Regions from separate parts of the Mus musculus genome. Here region 2 is linked to region 1. A link is a contact called in public Hi-C data. All regions are on one chromosome and are shown on one strand. The core of a region is the stretch at or near the end of the contact, and the rest is flanking DNA. Distances in the headings are between cores, read along the strand shown. Region 1 has its middle 660 kb from the start of Gm23738. Region 2 has its middle 300 kb from the start of Gm23738.

What was found. A called contact is a pair of places that touch in the nucleus more often than the background predicts.
Region 2: a Hi-C map of cerebellar granule neurons shows a contact between it and region 1, with 2.2 times the contacts expected there. The contact joins two enhancer-like sites. A contact is called at or near these places in 4 of 484 Hi-C or Micro-C datasets (brain, cerebellar granule neurons and cerebellum).

The regions. Positions count from the first base shown.
Region 1 is chr4:67,520,260-67,524,098 of GRCm38.p6, reverse strand. No RefSeq gene overlaps it. Among named protein-coding and RNA genes, the nearest start is that of Gm23738, 660 kb to the left of the region's middle. Within about 2 kb of position 1,673, at least 5 of the 459 cell types and tissues checked have an H3K27ac peak or open chromatin away from gene starts, as enhancers often do. A contact at or near this core is called in cerebellar granule neurons and cerebellum, where this site is marked.
Region 2 is chr4:67,883,359-67,887,197 of GRCm38.p6, reverse strand. No RefSeq gene overlaps it. Among named protein-coding and RNA genes, the nearest start is that of Gm23738, 300 kb to the left of the region's middle. Within about 2 kb of position 1,822, at least 2 of the 459 cell types and tissues checked have an H3K27ac peak or open chromatin away from gene starts, as enhancers often do. A contact at or near this core is called in cerebellar granule neurons and cerebellum, where this site is marked.

The DNA of each region.
Region 1 (3,839 bases), core at 424-2,923:
AAATTTAAAATGAGAAGAAAACTCTCAAAAGATGTTAAAAGTTCAGATTTCACTCAGTCATCTAAATGGGTCTACTAATTTTTTTTAAAATTCTAAGAAGCTATCAATTGTGCTCCATGCATAAACCCTATTTCTATCAATAAGACATTAAAATATTTCAGTACCATTGAAGATATTAAAAAAATCAAGAAGTTAATTAACATGTTCAGGATCACCTTTTATCGATAGATTGGATTGTTTGATTTACTTTACTATGGATTATTTTCTTTAACACAACCTTTGGAACCACATCAGACAAGACCAATTATAAGTATCAATCTTCAATTGGATAACTTACTTTGGTGGTGAATATATATATATATATATATATATATATATATATATATATATATATATATATATACACATACATACATATATATACATACACACACATACATACAAATTGTTGGGCATTCAATATTTGGTCATAATACAGTGCCCTCTTTTATCATCATTATAATATGATTTCTAGTTATAACTAATGAATATATTACAACATAAAAAAACAGAAATTGAATTGATATTAAAGGCACAGAATAATACAGTAATTATAGGAAAATTCCTTCCTCCCAAGTATTTATTCATCATAATAAAATTTAATTTTTGTTCTTTGGAAGGGCTGCACCATGTAGTTATGCACACTGAGTCATGTTTATCTCTGAAAGCCAGCATTCACATCGCACATGACATCACATCTTTTCACAGCCTCTGCTGAACATCTGGAAAGCACATGTGTATGTGGAGACACAATGACGTTCTGATTTTTCATGAAGTCCCTGTTCAAATTGCATTGGTGTGTTGTCTTTAATATCTCAGTAAATGTCATGCCCAAGAGACTCATAGAGCTATATAAGTACTCCTTCTCATCCCTTCATGCTTTGCCTATTTTTAGAGGCACAGGTTGCCACTTCCAAGGCACTCTATTTGACAAATGCTCAACATGTGTTCTTCACAAGCTAAAGAAATTTTTACTTTGTTCTTTTTTGCTACACTCTCATCATTTTCTCAACACTTTCTTACAAAGCATCACCTCATAGTGTTAACATTTTTAATACTCTAATTTAAAATTTTAGTACCAATGAATATTTTTGTTAAATATACTGATACCCTACTTATATCAGTCCAAAAGATGACCAATGATCAATATTAAAATCTTATCTTGTACCTGTATCATGTTTATGCAGTGTACCTAATTCTTTGATACTTGAAAATGTATTCATCCTTAAAATTACAGAGAAATATAGTAAAGCAGGCATTAAAACTTCTGTTTTTAATTAGATTAAATTGCCACCAAACAGTACTATTTGTTCAATTCAACCTACTTCTGTATTCACTTTCCCTGAGTCTGTCTCACAATAGCACTATTCATCTCACCACTGATAGGGCAGTTTTGAATAAAGGCAACATATTTTGCTTAAGATCTATAATATCTAAGCTCTAGGGCCACATCCCAAACTGGATCCCTTGGATCCTTTTTTCTATTTTTATTCTTTCCACAGTAGGACACCCGAGAGACATGCAGAGAGTCAACCGAGCTGGACTGGGTGGGTCACAGATGTGTTGTCTTCTTCCCCACAGTCCATGCCACCTGGCACCACCTGTCCTTGTTATCCGGTGCCAGGTGGAAAGGCCACCTCATTCCACAACAATCAGAGCTTGGAATAAAAGCAGCAAAGCAAGCGACTGCCCTTTCCTGTGTTCTGTTTTCATAGCAATTGCTGCTGAGATAATCAGATGTTTGTTCCAAGTGATAATTTCTCATTTGTTTACTCTGGCCATTGGATGCACAATTGGGGCCATGGCTGGAAATGTAAGACTTCAGCAGGGTGGCTGGTGACATCTGAGCCTTTGGAGGCAAAATCAGAGGCAAGAGATATATTCATGACCAGAAATGAGCAGCAAGTACAGTTCAGGATAAATCCCAGATATCAAACATTTCCTCTGAAAATCTAGTCTTCAATTATTAGGACCAAAATTGTCACTGAACAGAGGCTCAGAAGCCTAACATCCCTTGGAAACTGCTTTTGCTCTTGATCTTCTGTATCTCTCATCTCTGAAAGAGAAGAATGATAAACAATAATGGCAGGATTGCAAAATGAAAAAGAAAATGTACTTTCCTATTTAAAATTATCTATTATTTTTAGACTGTCTCTGTGTCAGACTCTAGTCATCTACAGTAGAAACACTAGGGAATCATAGAACCGTGCTGTGGAGATGGATCCATCCATAAAGTGCTTGTCAAAAAAGACAAAGGACCTCTAGTTGGATCTCCAGCATCTATGCAAAATGTTAACAGTAGCTGTGCACTACTGAAATCTAGGTGCTAGAGGAAGAGACCAGTGGAGTTCTTAAAGGTCACTTACAAAACTATCCTAGACTAAAGCATGAGTGCCAGATTCACTGAGATAGCCAGTCTCAATAAATAAGTTCGGAGCATAATCAAGGAAAGACACCCAAACCTGGACCTCGAAGTACACATATACCCAGTATCACAATGCACACAACCAAGTACCCATGCATATACACACTATCAAGTACATATCACATACAAAGAAGAATGATAACAACAGAAACCATGCTAGCTGACCATCTCCTAATATTTCCAAGTATTCCTTGCTATGGCATCAACAGCCCTCTTGGCTCTTTCCTCTCAGTTCTTTGCTGCAAACAACTCCCTCTCTCTGAGTTTCTACAACTTTTCTCACTATTTCAATGTTTCTGGAAAACTTTATGGCTCAACTGTATCCTTGCTCAGGTCTCTGCCACAAGGTAATCTCTCAAGTGTGCCCTACTGCAAATACAGGTGAATCTAAAATACTCCCCTCTAATGCTATCTATCCTTTGTATCATTCATTTCCCCATACTTAGCTCCCAGGAGCTGACATGTCTTTAGCACAAACATTCACAGCCGGAGAAATTGATGTTTTAATGGTGTCTCAATGATGAGAGGACCTTCATGTTTTGCATTCATTGTTATAATTACAATTACTTGTACAGTGCCTTACACATAACCATTTTATAATATATACATAATTACTTATGCATAAATATTACCTATTCAATAACTATTTATTGAATACAGAAATAAATGAATGTACATATAAATTGAAATCCAATTATTTTGTTAGAATCATTTTGGTCAAATTATTTTGCTGGCTTTAGGATTTTATTACCTATAGGAAGTTATGTAGTATGTACAATGTTTAATAACCTAAGGTATAATTATGATTACTTTAGAGAAGTTAGTGGCTGGAACACTGACTTTCAGTAACTTTATTCAATACATGCTGCACTTGCCCAAATCCCTAAACCATAGCCTCAGTCATCAAATGTGATAGAATTAACTTCTTATGATGGACAAAATACCTTTCTTTCCCATGTATATTTTGCCTAACCAAAAACAGCTCCTAAACACATCTGACAATAAGCTCAAATATACTATGACTTAACAAAGATCAAAAAAGCAAGAGGAAATATGTTAACATGTGTGTATATTGTAAATTTTCCCATGTACATTTTGAGTATGCTATGTTCATATTCTGTATCCACCTCATTCATTCCAAAACCATTTCCAAAACACATTGCCTATATTTAATAAGCTGTACAATGCCCTGGTGAACTGGACACAGATCTACACATTATTGCACCAGGAAAGAGAATGGTGTGTTTAGCTGCCACGTTGGGAATGAAATCAAGATTCACAATTGTCACTCCAGCATTATTTTATAACTTCCAGCAATTCTGTTTTCATATATTTAAAAATGCATAAGCCAGTTGAAGGGATTATGAGATTCCTC
Region 2 (3,839 bases), core at 573-3,072, 360 kb before region 1:
GTCTGGACATTTACAGAGAGAAAAAAAATATTGTTCAGCTGCCTGTTAGTTCATTACTTGTTTTTCTCCCACTAGAGTATACATTCTATGGTAACTTGAGTCTTGTCTGCCTCCTTATTACTTTATCTTTCTCATCAAGATTAACACTCAACATATGGCTAGTGATCTCTAAATGTTTTTGCACGAATTAACCCAGGTTTTGTATTGTCAGCATCTTTTCTTAGGCCTTTATGCATGCCTTTAGTAGATTAATAGAACTTTAATGATGATCATATTCAGTTCTCCACTTAAAAATCCTGATGATAAAATTAAAAGCAGACAGATAAAGGCACTGATTCTAAAATAAGGACATCAGGGAATTTGGTTTTGGATTAATTTGTGAGAGGGCAAGGATAACTCCATGGCAGGTTTCAAATTGACAGTTCAGGAAACTAGGCCTATATCTCTGTTTGCAAGAATTGAGCAAGTCCAGGCAAGTTCAGGCCTCAGTAGCTGCCTGGACACTAGGCTTGAGGCAAGGACAGTGGATCAGCAACAGTTTCCAGCCTTCCTCAGCAACCCTTTCAACATATCTCTAGCAACAGTTTCCAGCTCCCAAGGTCCCAGCAATGGTTCTGGAGTGTCCCTAGAGACGGTGCCAAGATTAGAACAGAGGTCAACTATCCCTCCTCAGAATTCCCCTAATTTGCTTTAAATCAGGTCTGCAAGCTCACTCAGGGCCTCTACATCTTTGTATATGGTAGACCCCAACATGCTGAAAATCTGCAGAATAAAACACTCTGCATTTATATACAATTTGAATTCATGGTAGCATTCTTCAATGAAACATGGATCTTTACATTAGCAAATATATACATGAGTAGATGCTTGAATGTATGCCATCTCTAAAGTCAAGATGCCTATATTTAATGCCTAGAAAATTCAGTCCTAACAACAACTGGCTTAATGAACTTTTATTACTTTCTTTACATAAGAAGATCTGTATTAACTACACTGTGAAATATTAATGGGTTTTATACTAGAGGAAGGATATTAAGTGCTTAAGGGTTACATATATGTTAGAAGATGGTGAAGAAGATAGAAGACATCTATGATTGATATAAAAAATTAAAAGAACAAAATTGAATATAGAACAAAAGGAAAAAATAAAAGAGTATAAGCGTCTTAATAAAAGCAATTCATTGTTCCGGCACTAGGTTGTGAACATAGCAAGTATAATTTAATCATTACAATAGCCCACATTATTATCCCATACAACAGCTGATTGCATACCTATTTCATTCTCAAACAAAATTGTAAACAACATATTTAGTTGTAAATACAAATATATATTCAAGTCCTATGTAACTTTCACCTTCAAAATCTAAATGTACTCACAAAGATCTGTCTATTTCTTATGGAAAGGTAAATTACATAGACATTAGCCCACAGGTATTTTCTACATCTTCTTTTTAAGCATATTTTAAACAACCCTAGCTTCATTTTCATCTGATTTCAGATGCTATTTTCATCTATATTCAGAAATCAACACTGCCATCTTCCCCTACAGGACACACATTTAGTCTCCAGACCATAGCTAGCTGTCAGAAGAAATCAATTGTAGTGACAGATTTCTAGTGAGATGTTCAAAATGAAACCTGTTTAATTGCTGTTAATTCTTTACTCCTGCAAGCTTGGATTTTGTAATGTTAAACTTGTTGGCCTAGGAAAGGTGCCAACCTAGTGTCAAGGTCTATCAATTTGGTTGCTTGGTAATAAAAAGAACAATGACTGTTCTGAGCCAAGAATCACTGTACCCTTCATCCAGAGGTCTCTACCACCTGCCTTGTGCCTAGTGAAGTGGAGAAACTCATTAATAGAGATGGAAGGAGGATCAGCAGTGGTGATGGTAGGAGGAGTCTCTTTGGGAGCAGGAGCATTACCAGCAGCAGTGGTGGTAAAACTAACTTTAATAATGACTAACTATGCAGGTAGCAGGAAACATTCTAATCATGTTATGTCATCATTTCTTATTGTTCTTATAAAACATATTGAAGTTAGGCTCATGAAAGTTAAGACTAATGCATGATTTCTCAAGGGTCACATTACAATCAAATAACTGAACATGTTCTCATATTAAATTTTAACAGATAAGGCCATTACTTTATTTAATAATGATATAATATCTATTTTGAATTTTCTTCATATAAAATGTCAGAGTAAATATGTAGAGGGGATAATTCATTTCATCTGACAGATTGTAGCCTTGAGATCTATCTGGAAAGATTCCCAGTATTCATCAATACTTTCATATTTATTTTATGGTACATTTTAAGTTGTTACTAAAGTATAACAAGAAAGACTTTCTTAAATTCAAATTCTACCATAAACCACACACTACATCCACATACAAACACACCATTGCCATTAACCAAATATGTTCACTATTGTTTTGGTAAATGTTTCATAAATGGTTGTCCAGGATGAAGATGAATAATTTGAGTTGTGTAAATATTCCTATCAGGCTAATTGTATGTCCAAATCTGAACACAGGTTTCATATATAATACTAAGAGTTATGTAGAAGTTTACACAAACTCTTTTATGACTGTTTTCTATCTTAGTATTCTTTACTATTATACACCATATTTATAGGAGGATATAAGTTCTTTGCTATCACTTAGACCAAGAGAGTTTCCAGGGTCCGCACTGAAATGAACACACACATTGATATTAAATAAACCACAAAGTATTATACAACCATATGTAGGTTTAGATTTCTCTCTAAACCTTCTTGGTTTAGTGTTCTTAATGCTTCAACCTCTACTCTAGACCACTGACCAGAGATAGGGGAGAAAGAAGATTAATAGTAGAAGCGGGTTTAAAAGTAGTTCCTTCAGGAAGTAGTTCCTTGGGTAGAGTCCTTTTTAGAAGTAGTTCCTTGGGGAAGTGGTCCCTTGGGTAGAGTCTACTCTTCTTTGTCAGGATAACAGCAATCTAGTTCAATAGCAAGCAATCCAACAGAAACAGCCAAGCTCCACTGAATAAGCATGAGGCAGTGGAAGCAACTCAAATCATCTGGAATACTACATGAAGTACTTTGGCATACTTCTCTCTACAAAATCAAGACCAGCAAAGACCAGCAAAGAAAGGAAGCATCACAAAGCATAACGATACAAGAGCCTTCTCTCACTGTTTGTGGGATTCCATTTATACTCTTTCCAAATATCACACTGCCTCTCAAGTATCTGTTTCAGCAAAACATCCTCTCATAAGACACCATCCAGAAAAAAAACATCACATGACACATCCAAGTTTCCAAAGAAAACAGGAACTTCCTCTTCAACCATAATCCTACTGTAAGTTTCACATCTGCTATAAATTCCTTTTTCAAAATTAATAAGAAAAGTGATCTCTACCCATGTTAGCTATAGGATGCTTTTGGTCTTTCAAAGTTATTGTATGGATTGTAATCCCACACTGAGATTATATTCTGAGACACTACTTTTACACTAGCAATTAAGGTTAAATAATCGTTTTGTTTTGTTTTGTTTTGTTTTGTTTTGTTTTGTTTTGTCTTTTCAAGACAGGGTTTCTCTGTGTAGCCCTCGCTGTCCTGGAACTCACTCTGTAGACTAGGCTGGCCTCAAACTCAGAAATCTGCCTGCCTCTGCCTCCAAAGTGCTGGGATTAAAGGTGTGCGCCACCACCACCTGGCTAGGTTAAATAATCTTATATGGAAAAAGATTAATGATCATATAAGGAAAGACATTGGGATGCAAATTTTTCCTTTGCCCATACTTACTTTCCACCTGTGCACATGACATGGAGGGCACAGTGAAAAGATGCCTACTTCAAACA